Linked DNA regions of Mus musculus: regions 1, 2 and 4 are each linked to region 3. Evidence: chromatin contacts called from public Hi-C, HiChIP or PLAC-seq and Micro-C data. All regions are on one chromosome and are shown on one strand. Each heading gives the region's core, a stretch centred on a gene start, on an enhancer-like site or on the middle of the called end of the contact. The rest is flanking DNA. Distances are from core to core; before and after follow the strand shown.

Evidence for each region. HiChIP or PLAC-seq counts read pairs in DNA pulled down with a chosen protein or histone mark. A called contact is a pair of places that touch in the nucleus more often than the background predicts.
Region 1: a Micro-C map of embryonic stem cells shows a contact between it and region 3, with 2.2 times the contacts expected there. The contact joins the enhancer-like site here to the promoter of Ttc39a in region 3. A contact is called at or near these places in 1 of 39 promoter capture datasets (pre-B cells), 3 of 484 Hi-C or Micro-C datasets (all in embryonic stem cells), 1 of 115 datasets of contacts at active chromatin or transcription factors (extraembryonic endoderm stem cells) and 1 of 9 other capture datasets (adipose tissue).
Region 2: a contact with region 3 is called in a Hi-C map of embryonic stem cells, with 1.7 times the contacts expected there. The contact joins the enhancer-like site here to the promoter of Ttc39a in region 3. A contact is called at or near these places in 2 of 39 promoter capture datasets (embryonic stem cells and stem cell-derived epiblast-like cells), 1 of 484 Hi-C or Micro-C datasets (embryonic stem cells) and 1 of 115 datasets of contacts at active chromatin or transcription factors (stem cell-derived neural progenitor cells).
Region 4: a contact with region 3 is called in a CTCF HiChIP or PLAC-seq map of the NIH/3T3 cell line, with 5 read pairs. The contact joins the promoter of 8030443G20Rik here to the promoter of Ttc39a in region 3. A contact is called at or near these places in 6 of 39 promoter capture datasets (embryonic stem cells, hippocampal neurons, liver and 2 more) and 1 of 15 datasets of contacts at CTCF or cohesin (the NIH/3T3 cell line).

Annotation. Positions count from the first base shown.
Region 1 is chr4:109,071,753-109,074,521 of GRCm38.p6, forward strand. Osbpl9 (oxysterol binding protein-like 9) reads right to left here. Exons shown (of 24, transcript NM_001368727.1): 13 at 1,285-1,397; 14 at 1,062-1,180; 15 at 191-276. Among named protein-coding and RNA genes, the nearest start is that of Gm32581, 5.7 kb to the right of the region's middle. Within about 2 kb of position 1,344, at least 8 of the 459 cell types and tissues checked have an H3K27ac peak or open chromatin away from gene starts, as enhancers often do. A contact at or near this core is called in embryonic stem cells, where this site is marked.
Region 2 is chr4:108,988,809-108,991,541 of GRCm38.p6, forward strand. No RefSeq gene overlaps it. Among named protein-coding and RNA genes, the nearest start is that of Nrd1, 10 kb to the right of the region's middle. Within about 2 kb of position 1,418, at least 20 of the 459 cell types and tissues checked have an H3K27ac peak or open chromatin away from gene starts, as enhancers often do. A contact at or near this core is called in embryonic stem cells, where this site is marked.
Region 3 is chr4:109,405,757-109,408,456 of GRCm38.p6, forward strand. Ttc39a (tetratricopeptide repeat domain 39A) reads left to right here and starts at 1,344. Exons shown (of 18, transcript NM_153392.2): 1 at 1,344-1,453. The coding sequence starts at 1,416. Ttc39aos1 (Ttc39a opposite strand RNA 1) reads right to left here and starts at 501. Exons shown (of 4, transcript NR_131195.1): 1 at 1-501.
Region 4 is chr4:108,970,638-108,973,337 of GRCm38.p6, forward strand. 8030443G20Rik (RIKEN cDNA 8030443G20 gene) reads right to left here and starts at 1,440. Exons shown (of 6, transcript NR_040664.1): 1 at 1,342-1,440.

The DNA of each region.
Region 1 (2,769 bases), core at 94-2,593, 330 kb before region 3:
CTTTAAAGTTCTGTAGGTGGCTCACTTGATGGCCTACTAACCCCTTGGCCACATAAGCAGCATACCCTCAGAAGATTTAACTACCCAAACCCCGAGAGGACACAGAAGGGTCCAGTTGTGCTACCTGCACAGAAAGCTAACGAGCAGCAGCGTCTTTAAAGATTACAACCCACTATGCTCAGTCAGTTACCTCACGAACAGGTCTGGATGTGCGAAAAAGTCTGCATACATTTCTAACAGAGATCTTCTCTCGAGAATAAACGTTGGAAGAACTACCTGTAAAACAGATGTTTGCCTCCTGAGAATCAGATTGCATGAGACCCAGACTCTGCGCTGCCGAAAGCCCTCATCCATCCCATCACACCCACCACAGGCCCCAGTTACGCCGAAAGCCCTCATCCATCCCATCACACCCACCACAGGCCCCAGTTACGCTTTACAGAACCACTTCCCAAGATGTCCCAGATCAGAAGGCCTGCCCAGCAGATGTGGAACTTAGAGGGGCTCTGAATGCTTCCACGTTCCTCTGCGCAAACCTCTGCTGTTCCTGTGACACCAGCACTTATAGCTTAGATGAAATATGACAAACATCACACAAGACATTGGTGCTCTGTTTGAGGGACTAGGAAGAAGGCAGAGCTAAGAAACAATTTATCAAGTTGCTTCTTAGAGGACAGGGGACACCAATCCCCTCCCCTAGATTGAAACACAAAACCTGAGTGTGACAGATACTGGCCTAAATTAGTATGAATTCTATCAGACTCCAGTTTTAATTTTAAAGAGGTATGGTCATGCTGGAGAGCATGAATTTAAATATGGTGAGGCTGGCAAGGATTTCTCACTGACTGCCAATCAGCTCCGTTCTTAATCCATACAGCCCACCCGCGGTCATCTCTGAGCACTGTCTTTTGATCATCCACAGAAACGCTCAGTTCACTCATCTCCATGCACACTACACACGAGATAAGCAAAACACACACAGGACCATGCCGCTCATCTAAGAGCGCTCAACCACCCACTCAGTCCACGCATGAGCGGAGGGAATGCACACTGGCTCTTACCTTTGTGAGGTCCATCCCCAGCCTGACTTGTGATAAGAGGTGCATGATAACGCTCTTGTGCTCCTCCACTGACCCAGCCTCCCCATCATCATCTCTGTCGTCATGTGAGTCAAAAAGATCTGCAACAGAACGGCTCAGCTTAGGCTGGCTTTGGGTTGAGTGGAGGTGCCCTGCCAGGACTGCCAAAATTTCTAAGAAAACCAAGTTCTCAGAGGCTCCTCACCAGCATCGCTTGTGCCATTGGACATGGAGGAATTCAGAGACTCTGTGGTATCTGGGCGTTTTAAGCTATTTCCGGAGCTGCTGTGTGTCAAGACTGAGGCAGATCCAGAAGAACTGAATAATAATAAAAAAAAGAATAAATAGTGAAAGAGGTCAGTTTTTTTTAGTGAAAGAGAGCAACGTGGAAGGCAGATGTTGATGCACAGTTAATTGAAATCAGTACACAGAGAGATGGCAGAAACAGCCAGGCTCCTACGAGCAGCTACCTGCACATTCCACACTGAGCCTGCGCTCTGTGCACAGGACGAGCCTAGCTGAAGGCAGTGATGGAGGCAGGGAGATCTCTGCATCCAAATCTGAAACTTGAGTTCACTTCCTCACTTCTCTGTGCACATGGAGGTGATCTAGTGACTGGCAATTTCCTCAAAAAGAGAAACCGTTCAAGCTTGGAGCTATGGGTCACACCTATGACCTTCATCTTTTGTGATGCTGAGGCAGGAGAATTGTTTTGAGTTTGAGGCCAGCCTGAACTACAAGAGTGTGACTCTGCAAAAATCAAAACAACAACATAATCCATTGTAAGTCTTGGGTTCCTGTCTTTATTTTCTAAGATCCTTGAGCAAAGTCCACAGAGGATTAATACTTTTTCTCAACATAAATTTGAAATAACATTTTAAAGCATATTTTTTACAAATATATTTATGGCAATTTACTGGCATAAAACTGTCTCAGCAGGTTATGGTAAGAAGATGACTTTATTAGCAGGTTTAAGAAGGTCTAAAAAGAGCCTTCTCTAAAAATTATCAGTATCTACCTAAAATTTCATATATAAATTAAATAACCAACTGGGCATGCTGGCACAGACCTTTAATCCCTACACTTGGGAGGCAGAGGCAAGCCATTCTCTGTGAGTTTAGGTCAGTTGAGTGTACATTGAGAATTCCAGGCCAGCTAGGGCTATATAATAAGACTTTGTCTCAAAAAAAAAATTGTCAGGGCAAGCAATTATGTAAAGTATAAAAACATCAACCAAAATTCTCATAATACAGACACTTAGAATGCTACAGAACACTGTCTTTTTACATATCATTGTGAACGATATACATTATAGACTCTAGTTAAATAGTTTACTGTTGTCATTTTTCAATCTGTAAGAACCTTAACTATTTCCCAGCAGAAATGCTCCGCAGTGCACGGTGCTCACACCCCTGCCCTGCAGCACACAGCCTCCCACCAATGCCCAGCACCAGAGCAGCAGACAGATCCAACCTCTGCTTCTATAGATCACCCAGAGCACTCAGTTCAGGCTTCACCCCACTGTTAAACACCGAAGTACGTGAGACACGTGAACAATGGCATGTGCAGACGACTTTCACCACCTAAAAATCTCCTGGGCTCTGCTGAAATTAATATATTAAAAATTAAGATTAGAGTATGCATGTATCCTAAATTAAAAATAGTTGCCTAGGTGACCTTGTTTCAATTA
Region 2 (2,733 bases), core at 168-2,667, 420 kb before region 3:
CTGGAGATTGAATTCAGGTCATCAACCTTGGTGACAAGCATCTTCATCAACTGAGCCACCTCAACAGTGTGAGTTACTAAATTTTCACTTCCAGATTTTCAATTTACCTTTTTCTTTTCTTCAGTATTTCTCCTTATCAAACTTGTTGGTTCATACTTTTAATCCTGGTGCTGGGGAGGCAGAGACAGGTGGATCCCTGGGCTCATTGGGCAATTAGCGAGCTCCAGGTCAATGAGAGATCCTATCTCCAAAATCAAGACAGAAGACAACAGAGAAACAATATCTGAGGTTGTCCTTTGGCCTCTATCATGTACATGTATGTAGCTCTGTGCCCACCGCCGTACACACATAGAGAGAAATACTAAGATCATCTGAAACGCTCCTAGAACTCAAGAGAGTCAGACACAAATCAATGCTAGAAAAAATTTTTTCTATGAAAGAAAAATCTATCAAAAGAAAAATGAAAAGTAAAGACAGAGTGGATACACACACACACACACACACACACACACAGAGAGAGAGAGAGAGAGAGACAGAGAGAGAGAGAGACAGAGAGAGAGAGAGACAGAGAGAGAGAGAGAGACAGAGAGAGAGAGAGACAGAGAACATGTACATAAGAACAAAACAGTGGTCTAGTAAACTGACATGGGGTGTTAAATAAAGGAGAAATAAATAGGGCGAGTGTTCAGTGAGCCTACAGCCTGAGTTTAGTCTGGCCTGCTTTCAGGCTTCAGTCTCACCTCCTTCAGCATTCCTTCCTAGGTCCCTAGATGCCTGGCACACCTCTGGGAAGTCCTTGAGAGGTCAGATCACAGATACTATTCCTGTCAGTGGGTGGTCCTGTCAGTCAGTGGGTGGTCCTGTCAGTCAGTGGGTGGTCCTGTCAGTCAGTGGGTGGTCCTGTCAGTCAGTGGGTGGTCCTTTACAGGTTGCATCATAGATGCTAGTCCCATCTCTGAGCAGTCCTTCAGTAGTCAGGTTGCAAATGCTGGCCCTGATTCCTCGGCTGCCCTCTTTTAAAAAGATATTAAATTAAACATTATTTAATTTTAATGTGTATAGTGCTTTGCCTGTAAGTATGTCTGTGTGCCACTTGAGTGCCTGGTGACCGTGGAGACCAGAGAGGGTACTAGGTCCCTTAGAACTGGAGTTACAGACAGTTGTGAGTCACTATATAGGTGCTGAGAATCAAACTGGGTCCTCTGCAAGAGCAGCCCAGTTCTCTTAAGCAGCAAGCCAGCTCTTTAGGCCCTCAGCTGTTCTTAGAATCTGTAGCTTTGTTTCCCTGCAGACCCTGACTCAGACCTTGTTGAATTCTTGTCTAGTTATGATGCAAAATTGCATCCCTGTAGCCTGGAGGTAATCTGTTGGCCAACAGTCAGCAGGACATTGGCACTTACTCTGAATCTCCTATGGGTGTGGTTCATAGAAGTTGGGGGAGTAGGGACCAAACTGCTGACTCAGTGGGAGGTTCTTTTAACAGTGACCTCTCCTGCTGCTCAGTGATCACATACCATCCCTGTCTCTCCTTCCTCCCTTGTTTTCTTCTTCTTTCTTTAAAAATATCCACCACTGACATCTCAGTGCCAGAGAGGAGAGGGCCACAGAGCCATGGATCTCTCTGGAATAGAGTCTAGCACCCCCCCCCTGTTCTGCTCTGTAAGGTTTTGCTTTTTATTGTGCTGCTAAATGGGAGGTTTAATAGGGGGGCTATCTCTAGCACCTCTCCTGGTAACTGTGTTCTAGCCTTCCCCATTTTATTCCTTGGAGATTCTACCAGACTGTATGTTCATGGAGCCACCACCTTCTGGCTCCAGTCTTCCATGGTCTAAGTATCCTAGCATTTCCCAACATCACTTGCAACTGGGCCTGGAATCCCAGGCAAGGGTCCTCCTGATAACAAGCTTCGTCACTGTTGCCACAGGCCACGCTACACCGTTGCCATCACTGTATTCCTCTGTTTATGTCATTACCAGGACCAGAGTTGACTATTCCAGATAGTGAGAGGATGGTCATGTGACATCCAAAGGACCAGGCCATGCTACTGGAGTTGCTATTGTCTATCTGACCCTTAGAACTCAGTCAAGTTTAGTCAGTTCTCCCAGTAATGGCACGAATCGTTATCCATCAGATTGTCGCTTTTCAGTAGGCCTTGATCATGACCAGGACACCTCTCCAGATTATATAGAAGCTATTTGATCAACTGTACCCCGATTTGCAATTGTCTGATATTTTTCTCTTAATCAAATTTAGGTTATGGATTTTCAGCAGGAACAGCTCAGAAGAGTTGAGAGTTTTTCCTCATTGCAAACTGTTAGCTGTGGTCATAATTTCAATTTCTCCCATTACTGTGTTCTTGTGGTAAGTGAGTTTGCCAGGTCTTTCCACTATAAAGTCATTCATTATCTCTTCTTAATTAATAGCTATTTTTGAAGAGATATTTTAAATGACACAAATATGGTTTCAGTGTTTGGGGCAAAGGGAAAAGGAGGCATATGTTCCACTGTCATCTTCAGTAGTCCGAAGAGTTCCCTTAGAGCTTTAGGGACTCCACTCAGGCTAAACCTGATTCATGGCTGGATAGAACATATTCCAGTGACTCAGGAAATGAAATCTATCAGCTGGCATTGGCTTCAAGACCTGTGAAATTTAAACTATCATTGAGGCAAATATCTTTTTAAAAATGTTATGCACATTGGTTTTCTGCCTGCTGGTATCTGTTTCTGAGGGTGT
Region 3 (2,700 bases), core at 94-2,593:
GGTACATGCTGTTGTGGTCAGGTTCCCATCATCGTCTTTTCAAGCCCATATGTGAGGCTACCAAAGTTGGGATAGTTTCCACATAGCAGTGCCTGGCCTCTGCTCACACAGAGCAGCATAAGGACATCCTGGGAAATAGCTCAGCAGTCAAGAGCATTGGCTGCTCTTCCAGAGGACAGAGGTTCAATTCCCAGCACCTACATGGCGCCTCACAATGTCTGTAACTCCAGCTCCAGGGGATGTGTCACTTTCACTCTGGCATAGCTGCAGGCAAAACTCTAATACACATAAAAATATTTTTAAAAAGAACAACAAACAACTCACAGTCTTTCCAGGCAGTTATCTTGATGAGAGCAGCAATCCCCCAGACATTTCTCCCTATTCCTAAACTCAAGTTGCCTGGCTCCTCTGGGATCTGATCCAAGTCCTTCCCACCATGGCTGCATTTGCAGGCTGCTCTTTTTTGCTTCCTCTTCTGACATCCTGGAGCTCAGGGCCAATCCCTCCTCCTGTCCCTTGCCTTTCTAAAGGGACAGCTCTAATCTAATGGCAGCCACGTGTTATGATGAGTCACCAGAGCATCTGGGGCCCAGAGGTAGTGGCCGGTTAACTCTTAATGGGCCAGGGCTCTCTGCTAGAAGATCATGTGGGCTTCTTCGGAACCTGTCTCAGGTCTAAGTGCAAAGTGGGCATCTGGGGGATGGACCACTCACTCTGGAAGTGAGAGAGGAGGGGGCCAAAGGGAGAAGGGGCTGAGTGTGAGCTTTGGAGTTAGGAGGGCTAAGTTGCAGTTCCTGCTGGCCACTTACTGTAGAGTGGCTCTACACAGGTCACATGAACTCAACCGCTCGAGTTTTCGCATCTGAAAAAAAAAAAAATGGCAATTTTAGGGATTGTTTGAGAAGGAGAGTGTGAGCTGCCTGCTAGCGGTGCGTGCTAACCCGCCCGCTTTCCCGCCTTCTGGTCTCTTGCAAAACACTGGCCCCGTTTGGGCAAGCGGTTAGAATGAATGTCCACGCCTGTCTGCAGAAGCTAGGCTTTCTCCGCTAACATGGCCCGGCAGTGAGGCTGGACCGCGAGATCTCAGGTGTGGGGCCGGGAGCTGAGGCCTAGGGAAGGTGGAGAATTTCCCAGCCCGAGTGGGTGGAGGTGTTGGCAGCTCCGGTCCATGTCTGCGCCGATGCTCCAAGGCCAGGCTGTGCCGACCTTGAGCGCCCGGGTCCCACCTGGCCAGCGCCAGGGGCGGGCGCTGCGCTGCGCGGGCGCGGCCATGGTCCCACTGCGCGGGTGGGCAGCCCGAGACCGGCCCGGCCCCGTCGCCTTCCCCGCCCCCCGGCGCGCCCCTCCCCGGCCGCCGCGTCGCTGGGATCCGGCCGCAGCACCTGGGCTGCGCCTGGCGTCCGGCGCGCGCAGCGATGACCACGGCCAGCGGCCCGGGCGACCTGCCGGCGGGGTGAGTGGCGGAGGCCGCCTCGGGGCGCGGGCCGTGCAGGGCGAACGCTGCGGGGGCCTCCTAGGAGGAGCCCCGGGACCGCACTGCGGCTCCAGCCGCTGCGCAGCCTGCAGCCCGCGCCCCGCTGCCTCCTGGGGACCCTGGCTCAGTCACAGGCCTTCTGGGTCCCAACTTTCTCTCCCTCCTCATGGAGTCTATACCCATGGGGTGGGCCTTGTTACGATCACCCTTCTTTACAGATGAGAAAACTGAGGCATAGCTCTTAAGTGACTTTGATTATCCAGGAGGTAAGAGTGGAAAGTGAGATTTGAACACAGCTCTGTCTGGTGACATCCCCTTTAGGGATATTTGGGGTATTTGAAGGGCTCTAAGTGTGCTCGGGCCCAGGGTATTGGGTGTACCAGGAACCTAGGTTGTCAAGGTGGGTGCTGTCACTATCAACATGGCTGTCTTGGCCAGCCCCACCCCCACCCCTCCAAAGTCACAGTCAGACCCCCTAGGTTGATCCCGGGCACTGCCAGTTGCTGTCTGGAGATAGTCAGCAGCTCTGCTGTGTTTGGGTTTCAGTGCTTAGGGGGCAGTTGCTGGGATCCTAGGCTGCTGGGAGGTTGCTGGGCAGAGAGAGATCCTGCTCAGGTGAGCTGGGAGGGGTGCCTGCCCTACCTGGAGACTCAGACTAGTGACAATATTTGCCAAGGGCCTGAGGCCTGACAGATGAACAGGGAGGAGAGAAACCACCAGCCAGCTGGAAGCCTCTAGTGTGGGTCTGAGAGAATGGTAGCTCGGTGCTGAGGAACATCGTGGCTGGAGGAAGTCACCTGTTAAGTTTTCCCCTAATCATTTTCTGTTGTATAATTTTGGTCAAGGCATTTGACCAAACCTCCCTGACTTCTGGTTCCTGCTTTGGAAAACACAGAGAGGCTGGGTTAGCTACGCTCTTCCTGCTGAGGGTTGAAAGCTCCGGAGCTTGGCTGACTACCTTTCTGCGCAGCCCTGTCCGAACACCACCCTTCAGTATTAGAAGCGTGGTTTTCAGGAGAAAAGGCAGACATGGAACAAGGCTTCCATCCACAAACCCAGACTTGCTGGCTGAAAGCCAGACTCGTCCCTCTTGCCTATATACCACAGCTGTGCCTGAGTCCCTGGAAGAACCCTGGGTACCTCTAACTCTGCTCCCAGCCTCCAGGCCAGTAAGCACAAAGTTCTAACAAAAAACAGAACATCTGTGTTCCTGTATGCCTGTGAGG
Region 4 (2,700 bases), core at 190-2,689, 440 kb before region 3:
AGAGCAGAACGAAAATGTCTGGATTATATAGAGAAGAGTCTCTGGGGCAAGGGCAGCCCAGCCTCTGGGCTGGAAAGTTCAGGGTTTGGGGCAGGATATGCCAGGTTGAGGGATGTTGGGAGAACCTGGAGGCCAGGTCTGCTTTGATATGTAAGATGCACACCCCGGTTCCTTTTCACAGGGTCCAAAACCAAACACCTAAAATGTCTGACACCCTGGGTTTGGACTTCAGCACTCTATAAGCTAGGCCAGCCTCAGCTATTTAGGGAGTTTGAGGCAGGCCTGGGATACACGGGACCCTGTTCCAAAAAAGAAAAAAAGTTCAACCTCATTCCAGAATGGGTGGCTAGCGTTCAGTAATCTATTGAATATGTGGTTATGATGGGCTCAGTTTCTAGTGCCAAAATTGTTTCTGCCTGTTCTCATAAGAACATGGTCGTGAAGGATTGGAGCCTCATCCTTGTGACCTTGTTTGCCTTGATTGCGTTCTCAAAGATCCTACCTCCCACGATAGTCATCTGGGGTTAGGATATGAACACATGAATTTGTTGGGTGGCACAGCTCAGTCCATCACAGGGTCACACATTCCTTGGTTCTTATTGCCTCAGACTTAATGAGTCATCACAATGGAACCGGTAAACAAGCCCCAGGTCTTGGTCAGCAAGAAAATAAAGACTGTGTCAGCTGGCTGAGAGTCAATAATACACAAGCTGAGTAGTCTAGTGAAAAACTCTTTGACAGGCTTCTCAGAGTACTAAAATATGTGGTCCCTTTCAAGGAACCACACGAAACAATTAAAACTGTTCATCAAACATTGTTTTGACTATTCCATGTTTTACCCATTTGTTAACAGAAATTCAAGGGCAACTGTCACTGTGAGTGCTTCTACTAACTTGACACTAATCAGAGTCACCTGGGAAAATGGAACCCCAACTGAAATATTATACCCATCAGATTAGCCTGTCAGCCAGTCTATCGGGTATTTTCTTGATGAATTATTGGTTTGGGAGGGTCTAGCCCTCTGTGAGTGGGCAGATGATCCTGTGTTGTATAAAAATATACTGCAGACTGAGCAAGGCAGGGAAGCAAGCAGGGACTGCAGGGAGCGGTCTTCCTCCATGGTCTCTGCTTCCGTTCACGTTATCAGGTTCCTGCTTTGGCTTTCCTTGATGCCCTGTAAACATATATTTAGTTTAACTGTTTCCTTGTGTGCATTTCCTTGTAAACAGTCAAGCTAAATAAACCCACTTCTCCCCTTTCCTCACAACAGAAACCAAAGGAAAACACAGCGATAGCAAAATATTATGGTTCAAAGGAATGTTAAAGTTAATACAAGTGTACCTGGGAACAGTCGGGGCGAGAAATAAAGGGCTTGCAGCGGGCATGAGACAGCCAAGCTGACCAGATAAGAGGATTGTTCCACCTGTCTTGGAAGGCTCTAACTGGCTCCCAAGACAGCGTCCCCCACCCTGCAGCCCAAGTGCATATTTAAGGCATCACAGTCCTTGCGTGTATGATTGTATCTATTATAGCTAATCACAGCTAAATTGCAAGGACAGCTTCCAAGAAAGCTTCCACCCATGCCAGGAAGGACACTGTTCCTGTCTAAATAGGTGGGGGTAAAGGAAGATAGGAGGTAACCAAGGCAAACTGTAATTACATCCTGCTGACACATCTGCTAACAGAAATGTCCCTTTGTTGTTACATATCCTTGAAGATCGTTAGGTTCTTCTCACAGAAGCCAAGACACCACGAGTACTCTATCGGTGGGTCTGAATCCTCAAAAGACCTAAGTTCATTATTCTATCACTTTCGTTATGGTTTTGACAGCCACACCCCCTTGGTAGGAATCATGGTGGAAAATACCTAAAAGGAAAAACTGGTCCACCACAATTTGGGACAGAATAAGCATCACCTACCTACCACATGAATATGCTACCCACCTCATAAATATTTATATAATCACTTTAAAATCCACAATGCAGTAGCCACCCTGATGCTTCTCTCTGTGGGGCAGCCCACTTCAGGCCTCTTCGTGCTTGGTTTGCCTAGCATTACAGACTAAGCTTATGCTTCTCTCCTAAACAGATATCTGCTACTGTGCTGAATAAGTCTCTGTTCAAACTGTGTTTCTTGACTGAATGAAGCCCTTCAAGAAGAGAAGAATTGCCAGGCAGTGGTGGCGCACGCCTTTAATCCTAGCACTCGGGAGGCAGAGGCAGGTCGATTTCTAAGTTCGAGGCCAGCCTGGTCTACAAAGTGAGTTCCAGGACAGCCAGGGCTATACAGAGAAACCCTGTCTCAAAAAAAACAAAAACAAAACAAAACAAAAAAGAGAGAGAGAGATTGAGAGAGAGAAGAATTGGAAACACACCTCCCTCCCTCAACACCCCAAATAAGACCCCTGTCACTGCTATACATTTATAGTGCCCAAACCACATAAAGTCTCAGTGTCACAAACACCAGACGCTCACAACCGTAGCATCAGGAATCAGAATCAGGACATTAGTGACCTCAGCCCTCGGGGTTACTAAGATGACATCAGCTTGTTAAAGACCCTGTTTTTCATGAACATCATTCCTTTTGGGAAGCAGTGCTGAGAGAACTGCTTTCCTCAGAGCCCAAGGAAGAGATATCACTTCAAAAGCTAAGAGAATTTCTAAAGAGATGCTTGTGAACATAGACTTGAGCTTAAGCGTT